Linked DNA regions of Oryctolagus cuniculus: region 1 is linked to region 2. Evidence: chromatin contacts called from public Micro-C data. All regions are on one chromosome and are shown on one strand. The core of a region is the stretch at or near the end of the contact, and the rest is flanking DNA. Distances in the headings are between cores, read along the strand shown.

Region 1 (2,700 bases), core at 69-2,568, 33 kb before region 2:
GTTTTGAAGAGTGTAGGCACTTCAGAAATGGACCTGAGAGGAAGACTCATTCTTCAAGGAGAAATACAACTTCCTGCAAAGGCCTGAAACGTTCTAGGAGGGGAAGGGTTCGGTAGAAAGACTGGGGCAGCCTTGGCAACCACAGGAGGGGAAGCTAACAGATGAGAGCTAAGTGTGGAGGGTTGCGTGCCGTCTTCCAGATGAGAATTATTTTCCCACACTCTTATGAACGTATTCTGGAAGCTGGTGAATACAGTCCTTTAGGAAAATTGATTTTTCCCCAGATAACAGAAAAAAGTTAACTTGGAAGAATAAATATTCTTATTTCATAATTTTTACTGAAAACATTTAGTTTCTGCTGGTTCATACAAGAAGTAAAATCAGTATCTAGCAAGCAAATACAAATAGAAAAATCTCAGAAGCAATTGAATAAGTTATTCTTTTTTTTTAGCTTGTTCTCTTATTGTCCTTATAAAATATTCTCAGTTGTGATTTTTATGTTACATAAAATACTCTCAGTTACTAAGATTGTTGCTCAATTACGTGTCAGGATTAGCTATTATCAGTGTTTCATCTTTTACACAAGAAATCAAGACTTCCTTATGGCTTTGCAGCCCCAAACACCAGTACTCAAATTGTTTTGTTTGGCTTATTCAGTTGGTTCAGTCTGCAAGTTACCGGCTTGCCTTAAAAATTCAAGCTATCTGCTCTGTATTCTGTGGAACAGAAATCAAGTGGACGTGATTGCAGCCTGCCCTCTTTAGGCATCATCCCGCTTGTCCGGGCCCCAGTCGCCTCTCCCCGAGTTCAACCTGACCCCTGCGGACCTCTGTGTCCAACCGGGAGAGGCGCAGCCTTTCCCAGGCAGTTGCTCCGCACTCCCGCCAGGGGGCGGTGTGACCAGGGTTTTGGAGAGACGGGCGGGGAGGAAGTGCGTGGCGCTGTTTCCACCCGGGAAGTGAAAGGAAATCGTGCTTTCCTTCCTGGCGTGTAAGTGCTGAGGAACAACATCCCGTGACCCAGCGCAGTAAAGAGTCGAGATTAAGAGCCACTTAGAGGCCAAGTGTTTTCAAAGAGGCCGAGGAAAAATAAAGCCACACTTTCTACTACTGCTGACATTTGAGTAATGCTTTGCAGCCCGTAAAGCTGTGTGGGAGACAACCGGTTAGGTGATCCTCTCGGCCGCGGGGTGTCAGAAGTAGGCTAAGGTGTCTATTCCTGTGTGGTTAGAGGAGGAAAGCAAGGAGTGGACAGACGAGAAGGAAGGAGCCGGGAGGCAGAGCTGCCCCTGCAGACTGCCTACCGCGGGGTGCCTTCCAATAGCCAGGATGTGACATCCAGCTGCAAGTCCCAGGTAGAGTAAAACCTCAGTTTAACAAATAGTTGATCCAAGGAGCTTTCCAGGCCTTAACCGTATACAGGAAGTGCCTTGGTATCCCTTTGATATCAGGCACGAAGTTGGTGGAGTTTGGACTGATGGCACTGAGGGCCCTTGTCACCTCTGGCTAACCTGACCCTGGGTGTCCCCCAGGCTCCTGCAGTGGCCGTGCCCACGTGCCTTGTGGCTTTGATTTTGAGGATGTTATCAGCCAGGATGCAGAGTGTGGCTTCCTCTCCCAGCGTTCAGTTGCTTTTTCGCTGTTTGTTTGCTTTGGCTGCTACAGGGAGATTTTCTTTTCATCTGGGCAGCATGTGCAGGGCCTGGAGTGAAGAAAGAGGGCTCGAGCAGGATACAGTCGTCTGGGAAGGGAAGAGAATCTCCTAGCTTGGGGCCACCCTTTCCAAAACAAGGCCCCTGTAAAATAAACGCCGGCTGATATTTCCCTCAGCCTCCCCCTCGCCAAATACTCCCCGCTCCCAAAAAATCATACAAAGTGTTCCTCATCCATGCTTAGCCACAAAGCAACCTTGATTTCCTAGGTCCTCTTCTATTTTATTCATGCATCCATTTATTTATTTATTTTAAAGATTTATTTATTTACAGAAAGGCTGAGGCAAAGAGAGAGAGAAAGGTCTTCCATAGCCTGGTTCGCTCCCTTCATGGCTGCAATAGCCGGAGCTGCGCTGATCCGAAGCCAGGAGTCAGGAGCTTCCTCCTGGTCTCCCACACAGGTGCAGGGGCCCAAGGACTTGGGCCATCTTCTGCTGCTCTCCCAGGCCATAGCAATGAACTAGATCAGAAGTGGAGCAGCCGGGACTCAAACTGATGCCCATATGGGATGCCGGCACTGCAGGCAGCAGCTTTACCTGCTATGCCACAGCACCAGCCCTCCATTTATTTATTACTTGAGAGTTTTTTAAAACATCTTTTGCATGACCAGAAACTATGACTATGACTATAACTATGATCTACTACTGTACAACACATGTATTGTAAAAATTATTACCTTCTTTTAAAAAAATTTTTGCTTTGTTTATTTGAAAGGCAGAGTTCAGAGAGAAAGGGAGAAACACAGAGAGGGAGAGGTCTTCCATCTGCTGATTCACTCTCCAAATGGCCACCATGGCCAGCCTGTGCCAAACCAAGGCCAGGAGCCAGGAACCAGGAGCTTCTTCCAGATCTCCCATGTGGGTGCAGGGGCCCAAGCAATTGAGTTGTCTTCTGCTGTTTTCCCAGGGGCTAATATTATCAGGGAGCTGGATCAGAAGTGGAGTAGCTGGGAGTTCAATAAGCACCCATGTGGGATGCTGGCGTGCCAG
Region 2 (2,700 bases), core at 88-2,587:
ACAATGCCTAGCACATAGTGAGGGCCCCAAGCTATCTTCGAGTGCGGTCCCTGAGCTGAGTTTCTGCATTATCAATGCACCAGCTGAGAGGCCAATGATGGCTTCTTTAGGCTCAGTTGGGACCGGGAAGTGACAGGATTAGTCCTAGCATTGCCTTAAGCCTTGAAGTCCCAACTCTATGGTTTTTGTTAGGGCATTTCACCTCTGCTGACTTGGGAGCCACTCTGAAAGCTGCGATCACACTTTAAAGAGCCTGATGAACCTAAGCTCCAGGTGTGGAGAGCGAATGGCTTCAGGTTGAATAGGAGGACACCGAGGAGCACAAATAACAGACAATAATCAGGTGGCGCCCAGGGCCTTGGGCCAGGACACAAAGACCTCTGTGATTCATCCAGGTCAAGGGTCTCTGGGTCTCTCTCGGCCCCCACCCCTTGTCGCTGGCTAGAAGAGAAAAGTAGGTTCAACAGGTTATTTATGCATTTATTGAGCTCCCAGGCCCCAGAAATAACCCTGAGAGCACTGGGAAAGACAGTCCAAACATTTCTGAGCTAGTGGGTTATCCTGAAGGGGATGTTGGCAGAGAACATAAACTAGGCTGCCACTCCTCACTTTCCAACTGGGTCACCTCCAAGTCACCTAGCTGCGATGAAGCGCCAGCGTTCCCATCTGTCCGGGGACACCATTCCTGTCCTGCCTGGTTGATCAGCGAACTAGAGCGGCAAGATCCCCCCTTGAGAACGCTACTGACCCGAGCCCGTGCCAGTGTCCACCCGGACTTGCCCGTGGCTGGGAGCAGAAATGGGACTGGGGCGGCACGCAGGTGCAGCGCAGGGCGGCTCTTCTGGGGCCGACGGTGGGGACCATCTCCCGACACCCAGCCGGTTCCTCGGGAGTCCCCAACCCGAGATGAGCCAAGACCCCGCGGGGGTGCAGGCGCACTGCCCTACCTTGCCATACTTCTTCAGCTTTTGCCGGTACCTCTTCTTGGGCTTGTCGCCCTGCGTCGCCTCCTCTAGCGGTTCATAGCGCTCTGGCAGGCCAGCAAGGTGCACCCTACGCGCGCTCCGGGCCCCCGGGCGCGGCTCACTCTCCTCGCTCGCGCCGCTCTCGGCCGCCTCGTCCCCGCACTCCAGGTGCTCCAGGATGGCATCCGCCTCCTCGTCCCCGTCCGTCTGCCGTCGCCCTCGGGGCCCGCGGCGCGGGAAGGTGCGCGCCGCCTTGTTTCGGAGCCTGGCTCCCACCGTCATGATTCCGACACTTCTCTGGCGAAACTCTCAGCACGAAGACGCCAACCTTTGCTCCCTGCCCGCTCCTCCGCCCCAGCCCCAACGGGGTTGGGCGCTTAGGGGTCGCAGCGCCCTCTGGCCGTGGGGTCCGGGACTGCGGCAGGTGCACTCGGGGGCCCAGCCGGCCGCATCCCAGCTGTTGGCCAACAGAGCATCTCGTCCACTGGTGGAAAGCGACATGAGTTAGGAACACACAAACTCTTGCAACCACACCTGCAACTCATCAGTGACCCCCAGCTAACAACGGAACTCCATTTGCCAACGATCAAACTGACAGACAAGATGATGACTAATACAGATTACATTCAGGGGTGGTCATTGTGGCACAACAGGTTGAGCTACCACTTGCCAAGCCAGTATCCCACATGGTTGACTGTTCGAGTCCCAACTGCTTCACTTCCGATCCAGCTCCCTTCTAGTGCGCTGGGGAAGGCAGCGGGAGGATGGCCGAAGTGCTTCGGCACCTGCACCGACGCGGGAGACCCAGAAGCTCCTAACTCCTGGCTCCGAGCTTTGGCCTGGGTCTTTGCAGCCGTCCAGGGAGTGAACCAGTGGATGGAAGGTCTCTCTCTCTCTGTGTGTGTGTGTGTGTGTGTGTATTCCTCTCTCTGTAACTCCGATTCCCAAATGAGTAAATAAAAAAATATGTTCAGTGCTGGTGAGGGCATGGTGAGGTGGTCCTGAGGCACTGTTCACGAGGGTGCGACTCCTGGGCAAGCTTTTGTAAAGGAGACCTGAAGACTCCTATCAAGAGTCCTGCAAAGCGTTCATAGCCTTCCAGGCGCCTTTCCCAGGGAAATACTCAGAAAGGCCAAGTAGAGTGGCCCCAGTGTTCATCACAGTTTGACTCTTGGTGAGAAAGTGAGGGAGGCTAGATAAATCGTTATGCATTCACATAACAGCATAGGACGCAATCATGAAAATTGCGATTTCCAGGAATGTTAGGAAGATAAGACTGTTCAGCGAACTGTGACCCTCAGCATGCCTTGAATGCTTTGTTTTCTTATGGGTGAGTAAATGTCTTTGGATTCTGGGAAGATAGAATTAGTATAAATAATCTAGGTTATTAATTTATTAATATTTTACCATTAAAGTTTGTGGCAAGTTTAAGAGTAATTTGAATAGGCTGATAGACATAAAATGTCTATGACAATTTGGCATATTAGAATATAAAATTAGTTTTGTGACTCTAACTTAAAATGGGCAATCAATTGATTTAGACTTTGTCATGTATTATATGAATTATGTTAAATATATTTGCAATTTATACATAAAATATAATTTACTTCAGCTCAATTCAAGGTGAAAGGGATATGAGAATGAATTTACTATTTTTATGAGTTGCTGACCTGGATTGAGTTACCAACTCCTGTTGCAGTCATTTGGTCAATCAATGGATAGAAGATCTCTCTCT

Evidence for each region. Hi-C and Micro-C count contacts between places; a contact is called where the count stands out from the background.
Region 1: a contact with region 2 is called in a Micro-C map of ear pinna, with 5 times the contacts expected there. The contact joins the enhancer-like site here to the promoter of C13H1orf115 in region 2. A contact is called at or near these places in 5 of 6 Hi-C or Micro-C datasets (ear pinna, liver, psoas muscle and 2 more).

The regions. Positions count from the first base shown.
Region 1 is chr13:35,105,894-35,108,593 of mOryCun1.1, reverse strand. No RefSeq gene overlaps it. Among named protein-coding and RNA genes, the nearest start is that of MTARC2, 8.9 kb to the left of the region's middle. Within about 2 kb of position 1,318, at least 3 of the 8 cell types and tissues checked have an H3K27ac peak or open chromatin away from gene starts, as enhancers often do. A contact at or near this core is called in ear pinna, where this site is marked.
Region 2 is chr13:35,072,933-35,075,632 of mOryCun1.1, reverse strand. C13H1orf115 (chromosome 13 C1orf115 homolog) reads right to left here and starts at 1,337. Exons shown (of 2, transcript XM_002717500.5): 1 at 948-1,337. The coding sequence starts at 1,247.